Regions from separate parts of the Neogale vison genome. Here region 1 is linked to region 2. A link is a contact called in public Hi-C data. All regions are on one chromosome and are shown on one strand. Each heading gives the region's core, a stretch centred on a gene start, on an enhancer-like site or on the middle of the called end of the contact. The rest is flanking DNA. Distances are from core to core; before and after follow the strand shown. Region 1 has its middle 27 kb from the start of SLF2. Region 2 has its middle 23 kb from the start of HIF1AN.

Region 1 (6,048 bases), core at 3,250-5,749, 290 kb after region 2:
CTGGCTGGAAGGTAGGAGACCTGGGACCCAGGGACAGCTCCACCACAGACTTGCTTACATGTCCTTGAGGAAGCCCCTGGTTCTTACTGGGCCTCTATTTCCTTATCTATAAAACAAGAGGTTGGACCAGATTTATAAGGTCTGCTTCCAGGCGTGTATGACTCTGTCTGTGACAAATACAAATTCGCGCGCTTGCACACACACACACACACACACACAAGCAAGTACATGCACCCCAGCTTTTGAGCGCCTGGTGGCCTGAAGCCACACCCATGATGACACACAGGATCACACCTGCGGGCACTGCTCTTCCCAAAAAGGGTGCCTGCAGCAGGGACAGCGGCTCCTCATCTTTCCCAAAGCTGGGTGTCAGCGAGCTTCAGAACCCACTTTTCTGGAAGCAAAGAATTGGAGACAGAGAAGGGAGATGGAGCACTGCTGTGAGTTTAAGGGGGGAGGTGTGGGAGGGCAAGGGTTGGAACCTGCAGAGGGGATAGAGAGAAAAGCATCCTGCTGGCTGCCAAGACTGCTCCCCCCGCCCGCTACCCCTTTAAGCTCAGCCCTCGTGCAGGAGCCATTTCCACGGCCTCACACTGACATCTTGTGGCCATCTCTAGGATTGCAAGTATTGCAAGGGGGCACTGGGTTCCCTGCGGAGAAAAGAGCTCTACCCATCACTGAACCAGTACTTGGTGGGACAATGGATCTGGTCCCTGGATGCCCTGCCCTGAGCTCAGCAATCAGGAAAGGCACAGGAGACTGACATGTACCTGGAGCGGGGGCAGGTGTAAGAAAAGGCTTCTTTGGGAAAAGGCTTCAAGGGTCACATGATGACTTTTAAAAGGGACTGGAGGAAAATGAACGCTCAAGGGAGCTCCAGTCTGTGGAAGTGACATAGACCTGTCACCCTGCAGCCCCAGTCTGAGGCAGGGATCCATGACCCTGACCCAGGGGCTATAGACCAAGGGAAGAGATGCAACATTTCCCCTGGGATTCCCCACCTGAAGGAAGACAATCAGTCCAGGACTCATGCAAGCAGTCTGATGGGGAGCACCTGGCTCCCCTCACAGGGAGACTAAGTCTTTGGGGGGCGAGACATGACTGCCCTAAAGGAGCCTCTAACCTCGAGGAGGGGGGGAAACCCCAGTGTCATCAGAGATACCAATCCCATCTGAGCATGCAATGTGGGGGTTCTGAAGGCCCCAGCTGTCCCAGTCTCCCATGTCTGGAAGTCTGAAAGGAGCATGATATCTGCGTCTGCATCAGCAGTCTGTGGCTTGGAAGAGGGCTGAGGAAGAAGTAGGGGGTAGTCTGGCTCCAGAGCCGGCCCCGACCATTCTGAAGAGGCCTGGTGAGGATGGGGGAGAACCACATCTCCCAGATCCTCTCAGAAGTAGCTGTGACTAAAGTCCAAGCCTGTCCAAAGACTTCTCTGGATCAGGTCCTCTAGTGTCTCCTGTCACTTCTGGAGACAGGATGGAGGTCCCTAGAGACGGCAGGTCACACATAGGGAAGGCAGAAGCCCTGGGTTCTCAGCCCAGAGCCAAGGAACCCTGGAGGGGCTAGGCTGATGACTTTGTTATAAATTAGAGAGTCATTAAGAGAAGGTTGAGAAGGGCTCAGTAACAGCTTTCGGGGCCCATCTTTTCGATTTCTTGTTCAGTTTGTTTATTGCGATTGTTCCTGTCTCATAAGCTTATTGCAAAACCAATAAAAATGATCTATTCAGAAAGGGGAGCTGCTCTTTTGACTAGTAAGCGGCCGCTTGGTCCTGGGCCCCACCCCTCCCCCTCCTGGTGGCTTCAGCCCCAGCCTGGTTGACCAGCTGTCTCCTGCCGCAGGGTCAGCAGAGGGTGCCAGATTCTTGCTCACCAGAAACTGCATCCACCTGCCATGCAGCCGCCCTAGGCCGGCCTCAGGCCTCCAACCTGGCCCCATCACCTCAGTGACTGCTCTACCCCAGCCCTCCAGCTCACCAGGTCTGAGCTGGGCACATGTTGGGGCTCAGTAATGAGGGGATGAGAGGCCAGGATGGGGACCTAGGGACAGTCACTGGAGCCTGGAATTTCAGGTGGGATTTTTGGCTTACTTTCCCCTCTGTGCCTCAGTGAGGCTGCACGCTTAGCATGCGGTTCTCTAACCTGAGGTAGCCCTGAGGGCCAGTGAATGGAGCCGAGGAGGCCCCAAAGGTTGCCTAGAATCAGAAGTCCTGCCCTTGACCTTGATGATAGAACAGAGTTCTAGGGCCTCGTGCACATCCAGGACTCTGTCACTTTGGGTTCCGGGCCCTAGGAACCCCTCTTCTCAGGGATCTGGCTCTCACCCCCATCCCTGTTTCATCAATGACATCAGTTTCATTTAGTAACTACGACGTTTGACACATCATGGATTTCCTTATGGCACTTGGTCTCTGAGACTTTCAGATGATCATTGTGGGGAACGCAGGGTTCAGGGGATTCAGAAGCCAACAGACTCCTTACTGACCATATAGAATTCGAGTGTCAGAGCCAGGAAGAACTCCTGAGATCGTTCTGTCCAACTCCTTCCAGTCTGGGATATGGAATCATGGTCAGAGACATGAAGTGACTTGGCCAAAGCCCCACAGCCAGGGAGTGACAGATTGGGACTGGAGCTCAAAGTGAGACTCTGGCACCATTGTCTTGTATCTTCCTTTGTTTATCTGGTTCATGTCAAGGAGCTCTGCCCCTCTCGTGTGTCAGTCCAACGCTAGTAATAGGCCACCTTCCCCACCCCTACCCCCACTCTCTAATAACAGGCAGTTTCTCTCTAAAGCAAAGTCACTGTCTTTCCTCAATGCCCTGGCTCTGCCTGAGGGGCCAAAGGAGGCCAAGCACCTTGCACAGAGGCCTTTAGAGTTTCTCTGTCATTTCAAAGAGATAACATCAATGGACTCTTCCTTCCTCTGTTTACTTTGGTTGGGGGAACAAGAAGAGAAGGTAGGTAGGAAAGAGCAAAAGTTTTCAGGAAGTGGAGTTTCTTAAGGACTTGGCACACCTTCAGAGAGAGGTACATCAACATTCTTCCTTGATCTCTCTGTGTTTGTTTATTTTAGTACTCAATATAGCAGCTACTGTATGTCAGGTGCCGTTCTAAGTGCTTTAAATATTAATTTATTAATTTAATATACATCATGTATTAATTTATTGAATACTCTTAATAACCTTATGAGGTGGGTATTATTGTTAACCCTACTTTACAGAAGAGGAAACTAAGTCACAGAGAGGCAAGCAGCTTGCTCAAATCCTCACACCTACTCCGTGATGACATCACCATTCAAAGCCAAATGATCTGGCTCTTATCCAGCACTGTGTACCTCCTCTTTACAGAAACCCCAGCCCAAGGGCAGGTGGGGCCCTGGTGATCTGAGGAGGAAGACTCTGAACGTTCAGAAAGAACAAGATGTCCCTGCAGGGCCTTATCTCCTCAAGTCTATCTCTTACTACCTACCATCCCCGCCACCTCTTCCATTAGCTTGTTTGAAGGTCAATGTTTTATGGTCGGGGTGGCCAAAGGAAGTATAGGCATCTGAGATCCCCCGTCCCTCCCACACCAGCCCCGTCATGGGGGTAAGCGGTGGGTGGGGGGTGTGTGTGTGTGCCTTCTGCTGGAATCTGGAAGCCAGGGTTCTGGGTGTGGTGCCAAGTACCCACCGCCCAGTTGCTCACGGAGCCTTGCTCCCTCCCACACAGCCGCCTGTACTGACATCTCCGAGAGGGCCTTTGATTAAAGAGACAAGTGACTTTGCCCATTCTATTGATCAGAATAAATTACTAGGAACTAATTTATGGGCCTCCCCACAGCCGATGACATGGTGGATTGTGCGCTATTGGTCAGTAAATTGGATTGTCAGGCTAGATTATTGGTTCGTATACAGTTATCTCTCATAGAAATATCAGGCAGCCCAGGTAGAAGAGCAAAATCCTTTCTCTGCTGCCAGATGCCAGGATGTCGGGAGGCCTTCCTGAGGTTTGGAGGGGAGGGGCCGGGAAAGAGGAGGAGGAGAGGGGAAGGGAGGCCAGGCCTCTGTGCAGGATGCTTATTAATTACTGCAGGCCTCACAGCAGTGAAAGAACATTAGTGTGGAGTCGTCACAGAGCGATGGGGATGTGACATGGTGGGCCTCCTCCTGGTTCTCCAGCTAAGGCCCTGCTGGGGAGAGGCAGGGAGGGGGTTGATGAGCAGATGGGGGGGATCAAGGCTGTGCGGGGGTGGGGGAATAAGGGGCCAAGAGGAGGGAAAGGGAGAGGAGAGCCACGTTTGCTGGGAGTTGCAAGCAGAGCAGGTCTGCTGAATGCCAGAGTCGCTGAGCCCCACGCAGGGGAAATGGAGCTGCCGTTCTGCTCCGTACATCACAGCCAACGATGAAAAGTTCTAGAGCTGGGATTTCTCAGGCAATTTGGCCAGTGATGCATGGGGCAGTAGATCCTCGCGCACTCTTCCGTGCTTCTGCCAAGCCAGCAATAACAAAAACTTATTTTTTGCCAGGGAAACGGATATGAGTCAGGCAAGCCATCAGGAGTAAGGGGGGCTCTACCACGCCGCTGCGATTTGTACCGCTCGGCTGTTTCCCCGAGCTCTAAAGACCTGCCAGGAGGTGACAAAGGCGAGACAATTTCGAGTTCACAGTCCTGTGTCCTCGAAGCATAACAGCATGCCAGAGCTGGGGACTTTCAGGGGCTGTGGGTTGCAAAGTCAGCGGTCTTTTCCCCCCAGCCCACTGAGGAGGGGGGAGTGGGGGTGAGCAAGAGGAAAGGGACAGAGAGCTGAGCCCCCGGAGAAATGTGCAGCCCTTCCTTTCGCTGGGCAGACTCCCCAACAGCTCCTTCCTCATGCGGGGCATGGCAGGAAGAGGGCAGGGGGACAGTGTTGAGGTGCCCCACTGGCCCTGGGGACCAGATCACAGACTGCCGGGGCTGTTGCCGGGGGTCTTTGTCACCCACGCACCCCCCAGGGTCATGCCATCCGTTGAAGGGGCAGGTCTGGAAAACCCATCTGATCCTGTGTTTGCACTCTTGCTGTTGAGGTGTGAGCCCTGAGGAGGCCCGCGCTTTCTCTGAGACTTGATCAGGAACACAGATAACCTGGGCTGCAGGCCTCCAGGGAAATGTGCGGATGGCTGGCGGATGGCGTTCCAAGGTCTTTAGACTCAGCTATCACTCATCTGACACCGCCAGTAACCACGAGTAAATACCCACTGGCAGGGACCCAGGGCCTCCGGCTCGCTGGAGTTGCCCCTGAGAACAACAGCAAGGAGGTCTCACCAGTGTCACAAATACACACAGATCACCCCCCAACATCCCCACCCTCACTGGGTGTTGCTTAGCAGTCGGGGGTGCGCTGATGGAGGGCCCAGGGAAAGGCCTGGCACCGTGAGCTAAAAATATTCTGCACATTCCTCAAGATAAAGGGCAGAGGTTTAAAAAGTGAAAAAACCCTTCCCCCAACCTCTGGATGCTTTTCTCGTGCCTACCGCCTGCCTCCCCACCCCTCCTCCTTCCCCCCAACCCCCCGCTGGGTTACTTTGCTCTCCCTACATTACAGGGAGGCCTGTGGCCATCTCTGCATGAGTTTTCCTTCTGGGCACTCTCCCTTTCTGTCCTTCACTGATAAATATGAAATTAAAAGGAGACAGACCCTCAACGTCAGAGGAAACAGGGCTGGGCCAGACTTGGACTTGCCCTTTTGCCGGGCACAGCTCTGTCCTGGCTTCCATCCAGCGAGGATATGGAAGTAAGCGAGCGCACGGCCCCCAGAGTCCTCAAGCCTCCAAGATGGAAAAGTTTGCAAAGCTTGGAAAAAGAAAAGTGGGCCTGCTAGTCCGTCTATAAATTAGAGACTCATTAAGGAGAGGCGGGAAGGGCTTTGGGGGCCTGAGCCTTTCGATTTCTTGTTGAGCTAGTTTATTGCTATTGTTTCTATTTCATACGTTTATTGCAAAACCAATAAAAATTATCTATTAAGAGCAGGAAACTCATCTTTTGACTTGTTGGTTGAGGTTTCTACAGAATAACCTTTAACTGGTCCAGC
Region 2 (6,336 bases), core at 724-3,223:
TTGAATTTTACATTGAAATCTTCCCGAGTGTACAGTTTTGGAGCATTTTAAATGATTTAAGATTTGCTCTTTTTATAAACTTAATTTATTGGCGATATAACAGTTAAGTACTTCGGAAGGTTTACTTCAGTCAAATAAATGAAATACTTGAGGAAATCAAATACATAATCTTCCATGAAATCATACCCCTTTGTTTTATAAGCAAAATAATAAGGTTTGTAAGCTGAACTTAAAAGCTTAGACAAGAATTGGGATTTTGAGTATGTAACTTTGAAAACTGAATATAGCTTTTTAAAGTAATCTCTGGTTAATTATTTCTGTACACAAAAGTCACCCTTGTGGGTATCAAAAAACTTAGGGACTGTAGTATTATCACAAAACCAAGTTTTTAGTCTCCAAGTACCACGCAACTGGCAGCAGTTAAAATGGCCAGCATGAGTCAAATCAGAGCTACAGACATGTTTTTTGAAAGCTTTTAAAATTGTTTCGCAGCATTTAAGATAAACTCCGATCTAAAAAGCCAGATTTTGGCTTCTCTGGAAAATCAAAAGATCGGACAATAAAATTACATTTTCTATATGACAACAGTTGGCTAGAGCTGAGTAGCAGCACCTACCCCCCCATTGGGGGATGGAGGGGGGTGTTCCTTCCAGTTTGCTATAGTCACTGCTTCTCATTTTGGTACCTTATTCCTGGTTTAATTTCTGTGCCCACATAGATTTTTGAGTTGTGTGACCCCTGAACTAGAGGTTCTGAGGTTCCTAACAGCTGATGCATAGTCTGGGGTAAGGGCTCAGGGAAAATGTAGGCCCCACCCTTCTCTCTGTCCTTAGTGTCTGCACTCCCAACTCCACTGTCTGCCCATCTGACTTGGCCCCAGGACTGGGTTTTCAACCCCTATAGGGAGTATGTAAGAACTTCCCGGGTTCAGACTTCCCTGTGTTTGCTGCTTTTTTCTGTGACCAGAGCAGCTCCAGGTCTTTTCTTGCCCCGACAGTTTGCCTAGGCTCTCCCCTCGTGTCTCAGTTCCTATGCACTTCTGATGGTTACCTTTGTAATTTGACCACGGCCTCACTCTGTTGCACGAGGATCACCAGGCTCTCTGTTTTAGCTTATACTACCTGATATCTCTGGCCTGGTTGTGGATCTTCTGACTCAAGACTCCCAAACCCTGACCCCATCTCCACCATCACTGCTCACTGTCTGGGCAGTGTGGTTACACAGCTGGGGGGTGGAAGATTGCTGAGGGTTCAGGAAACATGGGAGATGAGGTTGGAAGTGTTTGGGTTTTCCAGAGAAGGAGGCAGAGGCCAACCACAGTTTAGAGAGGCAGCTAGTAGAAGGCTCTTTAGGGGAGGGAAATCACTGCACGTACTTGAAGGCAGAGGAGAAGACAGTAAGAATTTAAATGTGAGAATAAGGTCTCATACAAGACACAGGATGATAAGCTAGGAAATGGCAGTAGTTGCTTATACTCGGGGATTCTAAAGCTCAGAAATATCCACAGAGGCAAGACATGCAGGAGGGAGCACCACCGGTAGTCTGTAATCCCCGACCGTTCTAGTTAAATAAATGACACTATATACTTTGGAAAGAGGGGCCTGGTCATGATGTTGGGGTTATGGCCTGGGGCGAGACGCTCACAATATCTGTAGGTGTAGTAGAAACATCTGAACCAAATGGTCATGTTGCTTGGTGAAGAGCCAGACCCAGCGAGGGTTGATTTATGGATCCATGTCATCCTAGACCAGAGGGAAGTCTCCAGCAGAATGCTGTAGGGCTCAATCTGGGCCTGTGTCCTGTCTGACATTTTTATTGACAACTGACCAAGGCAGCAGGCTCATCAAGTTTGCAGGTGATAGAGCTAGGAGGGGCAGCTAATACTTTGCATGAAAGAGTCAGGATTCAAAATGATTTCAACAGGCTGGAACACTGGGCTGGAACCAACAAGATTAAATTTAACAGGGATAAATGTAGAGCCCTGCACTTAGGTTAAAACAAAATCAATGACATAAGTACCGGGCGGGGGGCGGGCCCAGCTTGACAGCAGTTCATGAAGAAAAGACCTGGGGGGTTTAGTTGACTGCAAGCTCAATATGAGTCAACCATGTGATGTGACTGCTGAAACCTCTAATACAATCACGAATTGCATTAACCAAAAAGGAGCAGCCAGATCAAGGGAGGCCATTACCCTGCTGCTTTCTCAGATTGTCAGGCCACCTCTGGAATACTCTGTCCAACTCTGAGGTTCTTTTTTTAAAGGTCATTGACAAATAGGAACATTTTGACAAGCAGCCAGCGTGGCAATGGGCCTGAGTACTGCCAGAAACTTGGTAGAAACTGTGGTGCCGTGGTTCTGGGATGAAGGGCAGGGATGTATGATCTGACCCCAGCAAACAGTTGAATCTGGAGTACTTCTGGAGGTGGGGTGAAAAGTGGGGGGTGGGGTCTGGTTTTTTCCACTTCCATGGGATACCTGGAAGCATTGGCCTGTGAGTCTCATCCCAGGCCTTTCCGAAGTCAGATGACTGAGGGTTACTTAGGAGGAGTCCAGAATGGGGATCAGTGGGAAAGTAAAGAGAACGGGTTAGTAAAGTGTGAAGTAACCTGCAAATCTGTGCCTCTGAACACCTTTCCGTCCTTCTCCACCCTCCCCCGGGATCTGCAGTCCCCACTTTGGTCACACCGTGGCGCCCTCGCTCCACACGGATGCTGAGCCAATGGTGGATGCGGAGTGGGCAGCCAGGCTGCTGCTGCACTTCCCGCACTCCCCGCTATGGGGAGCCCGAGGGGCCGCTCCACTTAGTCGCTCTTGACTAGGGACTTCTGTGTGGCAAGGAAACAACTGAGGTAAAACAAAACAAAACAAAACAAAACAAAAAAAACTGAGGTGTGGAAAAGCTCGCCCACGGCACAGGCACACGTGGATCCAGATGTGACTCCATTAGGACCATGTATTCCGACCTGAGCCACTCTACACATGCCTCTTGTCTGCCCTAGCGTGGAGCCTGCGGTACAGAGGGCTACTCCTATGGCAAGAGGAATTCTGGGGCACCAAGAGCTCCATCGCTGTGGGGTGAGGAATGAACCTGAACCCCCTTACAGTGACTGGCTGTATTACTGCCACCAATTTACCTAAGTTCTGTATGTCTTGGGTTCCTTAACTGAAGTAGAATAACACTGCCAAGTTCATGGAGTTGTTAGGATTGAATGAGTCAGGCATCTAGGGCAGTGATTCCAAACTGGTGTAAGAATCACCAGAGGAGCTTGTTGAAAACACAATTTCTGGCCCCACCACCAGTCATTTAATAGTTCTGGATGGAGCCCAGGAACATGTCTGTCTAACCAGCTCCCCAGGTGATTCTGATGTCCATGGTTCTCTGACCACATTTTGATAAACTGACCTAGGACATGCAAGGTGACCTAGTTTAGTATGCATTAGTTCTTTCTCAGAGCCTGTGGGAGAGACCGCGGGGATCATGGGGCTGGGCTAACAAGTGTATCAGCTTACTCTCCAGGTGACTGTAGCCTTGATGAAGAAGGAAGGTAGGTCTGGAGATGGGGACATGATACTAAAGCTCAGAATGGATGTTTGAGACCTGACAAGATTGGATATACTGAGGGCCATTGAGGACTGGGGAGTACTGGCACCAGCACTGGGGGACACTTGGTGGGGTGTTAGGGTGTGTTGCTGTATTGGAGTGTTGGGTATAACATATTGTTGAAGGGAATGGGGGTCAGAGTGCACTGGAGAGGAGGGAGCTAAGAGGATGCCGTAGGGAACATTTGCATTTTCTTAGGGGACTGGAGATGGAGGTTTGTTATATCATCACTGGGCCAAGAAGACATAGCGATGGGGGCAGCCGTGATTTGTGATTTGTGATGCGGCATTGAACCCAGGCTTCTATTCTTTTTCTTTCTTTCTTTCTTTCTTTTTAATAAGAGGGGAGGAGGATGCTCCTTAAGAGCTTCTGGGGGAACTTTCCTGCCCCAAGAGGGCATAGGGGTGTGTATGTGTGTGCGTGTGTGTGTGTGTGTGCGCACGCACACGCTCACGTGTGTATAGGAGGTTAGCTTATGTAATGAGGTTTTCGAAAAGACCCTTCCTGGGTTTCATGATTGACTTGAGAGGAGTCAGTCTCCAGGACACACTCTTCTCTACCTCCACACACACACAGGAACATTTGACCTGCCTGATTTCTCATGGGGCTCCGTTCCCCAAAAGGGGGCACTCTTGTCAGCTGCTCATGAGCATGTGGATGTCTGCCAACTGAAAACACCTTCCGGAAGCTCTGAAGACCTTCTCACAGGAACATTCTAGAAAGAATCCTCAAATTTCAAAGCCTTGAACACTGGAGCTGGAAGAGCTTAAATACCATCTCATGCAGTCTCCCTCCACTTGGTCCTGGGGGAAAGACACCTTGTGTGGACACTTACTTTCCAGGCTTTTGGGGACCCTAGAGCCTGGGGTGGGCAACAAGTGTCACCCATTACCTAGCAAACAGGGACACTCAGTAGAGTAGGGTTGCGGGTTCTGCTGGGTGAATGAATAGCTATAAAGAAGGCTGCCTCAAAGGGGACACCTAGACCTGTACCTTAAAATGGATAGGGTTTGTTTTTAGTTGTTTTTTTTTTCAATGATTTTATGAAAAATGAAATAAAAAATGCTGGATGAGAGGGTGGGGCATATTGGTCTGGTACAGGGGAGCAAGCCTCAGAGGCCTGGAACAATCTGAGGTTTGGGGGGGGACAAAGGTTTGATTATAGAGGGTGGGTGGGGACCTCTGCTGGCAGAGTGAGAGCGAAGGGCAGAAAGGTGTGGCTGCAGTAGGAGGTATTATGAGGCTGGAGGCCAGCTTGGGCTCATAGTGGGGACACTGAGGATTGAGGCTAGAAAAGCAAATGAGAGGGGCGCCTGGGTGGTTCAGTGGGTTAAAGCCTCTGCTTTCGGCTCAGGTCATGATCCCGGGGTCCTGGGATTGAGCCCCGCATTGGGCTCTCTGCTCAGCAGGGACCCTGCTTCTTCCTCTCTCTCTGCCTACTTGTGATCTTTGTCTGTCAAATAAATAAAATAAAATCTTTAAAAAAAAAAAAAAAAGAAAAGCAAATGAGAGCAGCCAAGGAGACAGTGTGAGAAGAGAAGAGAGGTAAAGGGGCAGTTGTGAACGTACCAAAGAAGCACTTCATAGGGCATCAGGAATAGAGCCAAAAGAGAGGGGGTCATTAAGGTGGGGGGAGGACACAAAAGGGGTGGTCACAAGCTTGAACTCAAGAATTTGGTGTAGGGGGTGGGAGTGAGAAAGGAAGGTCATCAGATTCTGTGATTAAGAAGTCAGAATGGTGAGGGTTAAAGAGTTGGAGAAGAGATAGGAGCAGCAAGTATAGACAACTACAGTTATTTGGGAATTAATACATGGAGGGCTGGCCACAGGCCCAATTTTTGAAAAGCTGCACAAAGCTTTGTTAGCCAGAGGTAGAGAAGCAAATTTGTGGTCAGAAGACAGGAGAAGGAGCCATTAGAGGGGAAGAGATTGATGTCACCAGAAGGACTAGACACTGGGAAGAAACAAGTTCTAGAAGAGAGAAGGAAGAACAATGGAAACAGCCTAGAAAACGTCAGAGTCTCAGATGGGGGAGAAAAGGGTGAAGTGAGAGACTCCAGTTGGACCCAGGCTTTGATCTAAAAACAGGAGTCATGATTGAGGTCAGGTTCTTCAAGTAAAGGTGGCTGGGGTGGGGCTGGTCTGTAGGAACATAGAGGAAGGCCACAGTGGAATCAAAGGAACAGTTGAATGTTTGACGTGTTGTCCGGTGGGGCCAGGTCTGATGCCGTGCCTCTGGGAGCAGGATGGAGCAAACGAGCCACAGTATGACCAGGTTACAGCAGTGTCAGGAGCCTAGAGACCAGGACATAATGAGGGCAGTGAGGGGCCTTGCTGAGGGGAAAGGCACAACTCTCAGAGCCCAACCTGTGAGGGCTTGATGGAACAGTGTGGGCAGCCATGCAGTTGGGGGGTCGAGTCTAGATTCAAATGTGAGGAACTATTGTTGTTAACCGTTTTGAGGTATCTGAGGTGGGCGCTGAGTGGAGAGACCATGAGGGGGTGCAGAGAGGGAGCATTGCTTTGTGCCAGACACTGTCTATATTAACAAATTTAATCCTCACAAGAGCCATCCCCTCCCTCCTGCCATGAATACTATTTCACAAATGAGGAAATTGAAGTTCAGAGAGGGAGAGTACCTTGGCCAAGGTCTCATAGCAAGTTGGTGGCAGAATTTGTATTTGAAAGGCTTTTCTGACTCCAAAGTTTGTGTTTTTTGCTGTTTCTTTCTATT

What was found. Hi-C and Micro-C count contacts between places; a contact is called where the count stands out from the background.
Region 1: a contact with region 2 is called in a Hi-C map of muscle, with 7 times the contacts expected there. The contact joins two enhancer-like sites. A contact is called at or near these places in 2 of 3 Hi-C or Micro-C datasets (fibroblasts and muscle).

Annotation. Positions count from the first base shown.
Region 1 is chr2:212,821,107-212,827,154 of ASM_NN_V1, forward strand. No RefSeq gene overlaps it. Among named protein-coding and RNA genes, the nearest start is that of SLF2, 27 kb to the right of the region's middle. Within about 2 kb of position 4,500, the one cell type or tissue checked has open chromatin away from gene starts, as enhancers often do. A contact at or near this core is called in fibroblasts, where this site is marked.
Region 2 is chr2:212,528,813-212,535,148 of ASM_NN_V1, forward strand. No RefSeq gene overlaps it. Among named protein-coding and RNA genes, the nearest start is that of HIF1AN, 23 kb to the left of the region's middle. Within about 2 kb of position 1,974, the one cell type or tissue checked has open chromatin away from gene starts, as enhancers often do. A contact at or near this core is called in fibroblasts, where this site is marked.